2 separate regions of the Ovis aries genome follow, and region 2 is linked to region 1. Evidence: chromatin contacts called from public Hi-C data. All regions are on one chromosome and are shown on one strand. The core of a region is the stretch at or near the end of the contact, and the rest is flanking DNA. Distances in the headings are between cores, read along the strand shown. Region 1 has its middle 110 kb from the start of COL1A2. Region 2 overlaps LOC132659661 (a long non-coding RNA gene).

What was found. A called contact is a pair of places that touch in the nucleus more often than the background predicts.
Region 2: a contact with region 1 is called in a Hi-C map of tail adipose tissue, with 9 times the contacts expected there. The contact joins two enhancer-like sites. A contact is called at or near these places in 8 of 16 Hi-C or Micro-C datasets (hypothalamus, liver, mesenteric adipose tissue and 4 more).

The regions. Positions count from the first base shown.
Region 1 is chr4:12,437,493-12,441,088 of ARS-UI_Ramb_v3.0, reverse strand. No RefSeq gene overlaps it. Among named protein-coding and RNA genes, the nearest start is that of COL1A2, 110 kb to the left of the region's middle. Within about 2 kb of position 1,883, at least 11 of the 54 cell types and tissues checked have an H3K27ac peak or open chromatin away from gene starts, as enhancers often do. A contact at or near this core is called in tail adipose tissue, where this site is marked.
Region 2 is chr4:12,596,295-12,599,890 of ARS-UI_Ramb_v3.0, reverse strand. It overlaps LOC132659661 (a long non-coding RNA gene), which reads left to right. Exons shown (of 3, transcript XR_009600324.1): 3 at 1-3,596. Among named protein-coding and RNA genes, the nearest start is that of COL1A2, 45 kb to the right of the region's middle. Within about 2 kb of position 1,615, at least 3 of the 54 cell types and tissues checked have an H3K27ac peak or open chromatin away from gene starts, as enhancers often do. A contact at or near this core is called in tail adipose tissue, where this site is marked.

The sequences.
Region 1 (3,596 bases), core at 634-3,133:
AGATGACTTGCTGGAAGTTTACAGCTTGTTTGCAGCAGAGGTGAAATGGGAGACAGGGGAGGTTTTCCTGACAATCATTCATTCAACCCATGTTCTTGTGCCTAGCATCTCTGTAGGTGTCAAATATACCAAGCAACACAACAGATGAGGTCTCTGTAGTTACGAGAAGGATATCACGACCCCAACAGTGATTTGACATTAGACTAGATTACCGAAGGAGACTGTGGAATGCTCATGTTAAAATATTAGGAAAGTGGAGATAAACCATGAGACAGCAGAGTGGGCTTGATATGGGTTCTACCACATTTTAGAGACAAACATAATGACGTTTATGGATAATAAGATGTCCAGGGTGTAAGTGTTAGAAGCAAGCAAGATTCAAACTGACTCTTCATAGTGTATAGTGTGTGTGTGTATGTGTGAGTGTGTGTGTGCGCGCGCGCGTTACGACCTGCTGGTAAGGCAGCAGCTCTTTACGTGGGTCAGTAAAGCTGGCTGGAGCAAGATAACTAGTCAGATTGCCTGGAACCAAGGAGATCCATCTTTCTGGCAGGACCCACACAGCCCAACAAGCCTCGCCTTTTTATTCATGCTCACTTTGATTACAAATTCAGACTCACACTTGGGCATCTGGTTCAAGCTTGCCCCCTCTAGGTTACGGATCCTGTAATGCTAAGGAAAAACCAGCAGCCAACAGCTGCAGAGGTGCTGGTACAGGCATAACAGCTGGGGGCCAGTGAGCTATCTACCCACCCCAACCCCCCAGAAAATGTGTTCAATCATTTTGGTGTCATGCGCTGTTCTGCATGGCTTCTTGGAGTGAATTAGCAAAACGTGGCTTTTCTAGTAGAGTTATTAGAATAAGATACATGGTGCAGGGGTGAAAAAGCCACCAGCCCATGCAGGAGAGAGCCGCAAGAGATTTCCCCGGGGTGGGGAAAACCCCCTGGGGGAGGGTATGGCCACCCACTCCAACATTCTTGCCTGGAGAATCCTATGGATAGAGGAACAGCCCAGGGTACAGGGGTCACAAAGAGCTGGACAAGACTGAGAGCACACACACACATCACTGGAGGAAATCTGTATAAGGCAGCCTTCCCCAAATCTCCCTTTTTGGCTTGCAAACTAGAAAAAGGAGCTCCATGTGGATGAGGGCAGCTCTGGGTCAGCGTGCTTGGATGGGTGGGCTTGCTTCTGAGGGCGTGTGTGTGTGTGTGTGTGTGTGTGTGTGTGTGTGTGTTAGTTGCTCAGTCATGTCCAATTCTTTGTGACCCCATGGACTGTAGCCCACCAGGTGGCCCTTTCCATGGGATTCTCCAGCAAGAATACTGGAGTGGGTTGCCGTTCCCTTCACCAGGGGATCTTCCCAACCCAGGGATCGAACCCCAGTCTTCTGCATTGCAGGCAGATTCTTTACCATCTGAGCCACCAGGGTTATTGATGCCTCAAACTTTGGGGAGCTTGGACAGGAATGAAGTCTGAACAACTCACTCACTTGCTATCAAGGGTAGAGCAGGACAAGAGGCTGGGTGCCTTTTACCTTTGAGAGTTGGTGTAGACCCTGTAGAGGGTTTCTGAGCCAGGGAGAACCCAGCACTCTGGCCTTCCAGAATCTACAGCTCACCCATCCCCTTGTCAGAGCTAACGTGGCAGAGGTGGTTGGGCAGTGGTTGAGAGGCGGTTACTGGCTTGGAGCCCTGAAACACTGAGTAATTCCTAAGACGGCTGGGACCCAAGGCTCCATTCCAGACACTTCCACGTTGTCAAAAGAAAGGGAAAAAAAAAAAAAAAACACGCCACCACTCAGCCCAAGCTGTTGGAGACAGATCCCTTGGCTCTGAAGCAAGACCCATCCCTTTATGGAAGGACATTGTTGGAAAGTTCTACCATATAAGAAAGCCAGGATTCTTCCCCCCCCACCTTTTTTTTTAAATAAGGAGGGACCAGATCAAGAGTGAGGGCTCAAGAGGGAGGGCTGAAGGGAAGCGCATCACTTTTCCAGAAAGTTTTGAATCTACTTGGTTTTTAAAGACAGCAATTTGAGCTTCCCTTCAGAGCCCCTCCAATGAAAGGACCCACCACTTTTATGCAGCGTGTGCTGGGTTCGTGCTGTGGACTTGGTGAGGAGTCAGAAAGCATGGAGTGGATGATTTCAGAAGAAACAAGGAGAGGTAGATTGTACATCAGTTCCTCTAAACAACAACCAGGTGTGGTCAACAAAAATAGGCTGCTGCAGCCGCACTCTGAGTGCTTCCTTATTGGAGGAGAGAAAGGTAACCATCAGGGAGAAGGGGAACCATGTCAGCCGGTTACTGGAGTCAGGCAGATTGACTGCCTGGAGTGACGTCCCTGTCTGTGTAGACCAGCATGTGGGTCCGAGACACGGGAGGCTTAGAGACATGGACTCAGAGCCCCAGCATCGACTGTAAATCAAATTTCAGGTTTCGGGGCAATTAAGAGCTACTGCGAAAGTTTTGACAAGAGACATGATGCGATTGAATTATTTTAGAGCAGTACCATTTTTGTTTTAATTAGGACAAACCACAGTGACCAGGGCCGTGAGAGGACCCATAAGTGAGGTAATTCACTAACCAAACCAGTTGAGGAGCTGACAAGGCCTTTCTGAAACTGACACATTAAAGCTGCTGGGGGGAACCCTACAGACAAGAGTTGTGTTGGGGTGTTTTTCTGTCTTTTTTTTTTTCTGACAGACTTGGATCCCCCGCTTGATTTGTTCTCATCTGTGTCCATTAACACCAAAAATATACTGTTTCATCCCTCTGTGTCTTTATTCATGGTCGCGATTTGGACAAAGTGAAGATGTGAAACATCCAGGCTAGAGATGACTGACTTGTTTCTTTATCCCATTTTGAAAATAAACATTGCGTGTTTTTCTTACTTTCTCATTATCAGTCCTCTTGGAGGATTTTAGTCTGAAATCTGAATGTGCTTACCAGCTGGGAAAAATTTGACATTTACTTGATTCTGTCCCTTGGAAGTAAAAAAAAAAAAAAAAAAAAAAATTGGCAGGCTTATTAAACAACACGTCTGCTTATTTATTCCTCCAATCCCTCCCCAGGTTGTAGGCCCTTTTTCAAAGCTCTGATAGCCCTCTACTCAGTTTTCTAAAGGTAATTTCCCAAAGTGCTGCCTCTGGCCATAGAAAATGCCACGTAGGTTTCTGGGTTTATAAAGGCTGAGAAAGCTGCTTTGGTTACATTTTCAGCTTTTTTTGTGTGTGATTCTGGGTGGTAACACCCTGTTGCCAACATTATTCTTTCCTTCTTCTGGGAAGAGCCATAATTGTACTTGGCTTGGTTAACACAAAGGCCTCTGAAAACTATGAAGCTGATCCCTCTAGCGTTCTTTTGTGAAGACTACAGTGTAGAACGCCGACCGGAGAAAAACAGCCGCAAAATACCACAGACAATAGCTCCTGGAGTCAATCTGTTTCTCAGATGACATTAATAAAATGACTTACAATAACAATGCTTCGTGCTACGTATTTACAAAAGAGAATGTTGGCTCTTTTCTACAATCTGTCTGCACATTTCAAGGGTGCAGTTGGTTAACATTATTGGAGGATGAGTGGCATT
Region 2 (3,596 bases), core at 366-2,865, 160 kb before region 1:
AGAGCTGATGGGATGTCGACTCAAAGGTCATGAGTTAATAGGCTGCCAAGGGATTTATGAACTACACTGCAATGTCTCCCTAAGGAACTAGAATAGCAAGTTAAAAAAAAAAAAGATTGCCAATTAATAGCTGATCTGAAAGGACAAACATGCAGAATATGAATGACCCAGATTAGTGGTGGAGCTGTAGAGAAAAGAGCCACAAATTCCTGCTCCTGAGATTGCTAAAGCCACCTTGAATAGCCACATTCCAGCTCCAGCTTCAGCAAAGCTGTTCACCTTTGCTGCTCTTATTCGCCTCTACACCTCCCTGTCTCTTAAGCTTCCTTGAATGGACCTCTATTATTTACATTTAAGTGACCCTGAAGAAACAGAATGATTCTGAGGACAAGTAACAGATTTAAAGCGATCTTATTTACTACAACTCTCTATATATCCCAGCAGAGTTATTTTAATAGTCAACAATTCTTTCATTTAACAATTTGTTCAACATAAAATCATTGAGCATGCTGTCTGTATTAGGTGTTGGGCTAGGTGGTAAAGGAGATACAGAGACGAATCAGACAGTCTCTCATCTAGAAGCATATGGTTCAATTGCGCTTTTCTACGTAGCGTGGTCTTTCATTACTCCGATTGTCAGATCAATGGTGACCAACTAGTTGCTAGGCAACTTGAAATCCAGGAATACAGGACTGATGCAGCTTCATTATGATATGAATTCATCTTTGAAATGTTTGTCAAGAATTGTGAAGGGTCTGGAATTTTCTTCTCCTTTAAAGCGATGATGTTAGCCTGCCAGAGTTTAATAGATGCTGGCAGAAGACGTGTGACTTCTGAGTCAGAAAAGGACTTTGTTACTCACAGCAAGGCAAGTCACATGAGCTTTATGTTTCCTTCTGGTCCTCTTGCCCCCAGGTCTCATGGGGGCATGGAGGGCAACTCCATGAATGTGTCATAAATGAGGAACACCAAGTATAGGGAACCCCTATCTTTTACAGTGAACTGTGATCAGACCTGCCTGACATTTACCCTGTAGGGAAACATCTTTATTATACTGGACAGTAGCTTGCCCTCCACTGTGGAAGAAGACACTACCTCTGTCTCCCAAGGATACTAAACAAACATTCTTGAAAAGACAGTCCAAAACATAGACAGTCAGTGTATGGCAACCCACTCCAGTATTCTTGCCATGGACAGAGTAGCCTGGCAGGTTACAGTCCATCAGGTTGCAAAATGTTGGATACTACTGAGTGACTATCATACTTTTGCTTGCAAGACATTTTACAGAAATTTTATAAATCCATAGAGAATTGTGTTCCAACAATATTGTTTCTCTGGATACTTTATAAAACAGTTCAAATGTTTGGTGCTTATTTCTGTTAACTCTTAAGTATCTACTTATTCTGAAATTGTCCTGTATTTCCCCATTTTTAGCATATTCTTTTAAGTAGGTGTATTTACCAAAACTGTATTTTTTTTTTTGCTTGTTTGTTTTATTTGACAGAAACCAATTTTCTGTAACTTAAACAAAAAAGAAAGTTAGTTGAAGGACACTGGATTATTTCATAATTCGAAGAACAACCCCTGACTAGTGCTGTTCTGGCACCTCATCAACAGAAGTCCATCGTTGTCTCTGGAGTATAGTCATTAGCATGCCTCAACATCAGTGGCTCTCAGTCCCTGCCGTTCTCCACTCCAAGTTTTAAATTCTCAGAGGAGAGGAGTGGAATGGGCCAGCCTGGCTAAGACTCTGCCTCTGTCTTTTCAATTATGCCCCAGGGGGAGGGACCGAAAAAGCGCACTAACCTAGTAAAACTTTGTCGTTCCCAAATTAGGAGAGAATTTCTTGGCAGCTTTGGAAACCTCCCGATTGCTTTCTTCTATATCTGAATTTTTTTTTTTTAATTTGACTTTACAATACTGTATTGGTTTTGCCATACATTGACATGAATCCACCATGGGTTTTGATTGATATTCCACTGCTCATAGAAAAATACAGTTATTGTTTTATACATTATTCTAGTTCTTAATCAATTAAATATATTTTGGCTTTACGTGTCATTTTCTTAGCCATCTCCTGCCGTTTCTCAATTTTGGGGACTGATCTAAGCCAATTTACTGATTCAAGAGTTTGGGTTAAGTATAGGTATTTTTTGGTGGTTGAGAATAGGTTGGACTATATTGATTTTCTTATCAATCTTGTTGTCAAGTGGTATGCAACAAGCAGAGCAAGGTTTAGCCCAAATTTTGTTACTATTAAATATTTATTAGTCAAAATATCAAGATCATTATGTCAACTATGAAAATTTATTTTTAACATCTTTCATGCTAATTAATATATATATTCTGGTATAGATTTCAATAATGCTGTTTGAAATACCAGAGTAGCCACCTCTATAACTGTGAATTTTCATAATTAGGGTAATTCCAAGATTACTTATTCAGCCCTGGAATGTGGGGTAATGTTACCTTATTACATATATGCATATATATATACAAGAGCCCTCCTACAGAAGTATTTTTAAAATAAATTACCAGACAGACAATACAATAAGGTCGAGATATAGGCATTTAGTCATGCACTCATGCTAATTTCCAAACTCCTTTGTAATTAACATTCCTCCTGGCCAGATTAATTGGGTTTGCAATAAGTAATCACATTTGTAATATTGCAACTGTTCCCAAATTAATTGCTCATGTGTTCAATGAGCCATTACATGTTCTCATTTAAAGCAGCTTAAAGAGTCCATGATTTTAAAGCTGTAGTCCTAAACATTCTGGGGAGAGGGGAACAGAATCATCTAAGAATATGTCAATAATATGATGGGAGCAATAAACCAGTGGTTCCCGAACTTTGAGAGGACATGAGAATCACCTCACTACTCATTGAAAATATAGATACCTTGGCCCCACCACCAGCAGTTCTGATTAAAGAGTTATCATGTGGGGTCTGGAAAAACTTGGAGGAGCATCACACACTTTCTTTCTAGAAAAAAGCACATACTCACATACTTCCAACTTTACCAGTGATTTTACTGTGAGTTTAGTCTAGTACAAATTTTCTGGAGACTCATTGCATATTACAATGACTGAGGGAGTTTTAAAACAATATTTCAGACCAATTAAATCATAATATGAGTGGTATAGGGTGACTAAACTGGTTTTTTTCCCCAACTGAGAATGGAGACTAGAGATTTTCCCCAACATATTAATTTGTTTACTGAATTAGACTCGCTTGACAGATACCTAGCAAAAATGATAATAAAAAGAGCTCAGTTACCCTATAAATCTTACAAAATACACAGTTTAATTTGCGTATTGGTGAGAAGGCACATCATGTTTGGCATTGATTTGTCTTTCTCGCTTCAGAGGTTCAAAGGATTTAGTGGGCTTTGTCCTCTGATTTGATAGATAGTTTTCACAAGCTTGAGAGAAGAACATCACAGCTCTTTTTATAATTTATGACAGCAAGGTGAGTGTTTATTATATTATTTTAGCTGAAGAAAAATCTAAGAAAACATATGGTGCTTCAAATTGACCGTAAGTTCACTGTATTTTAATAACAGGCCCAAGATAAATATTTGTTGTGAATAACC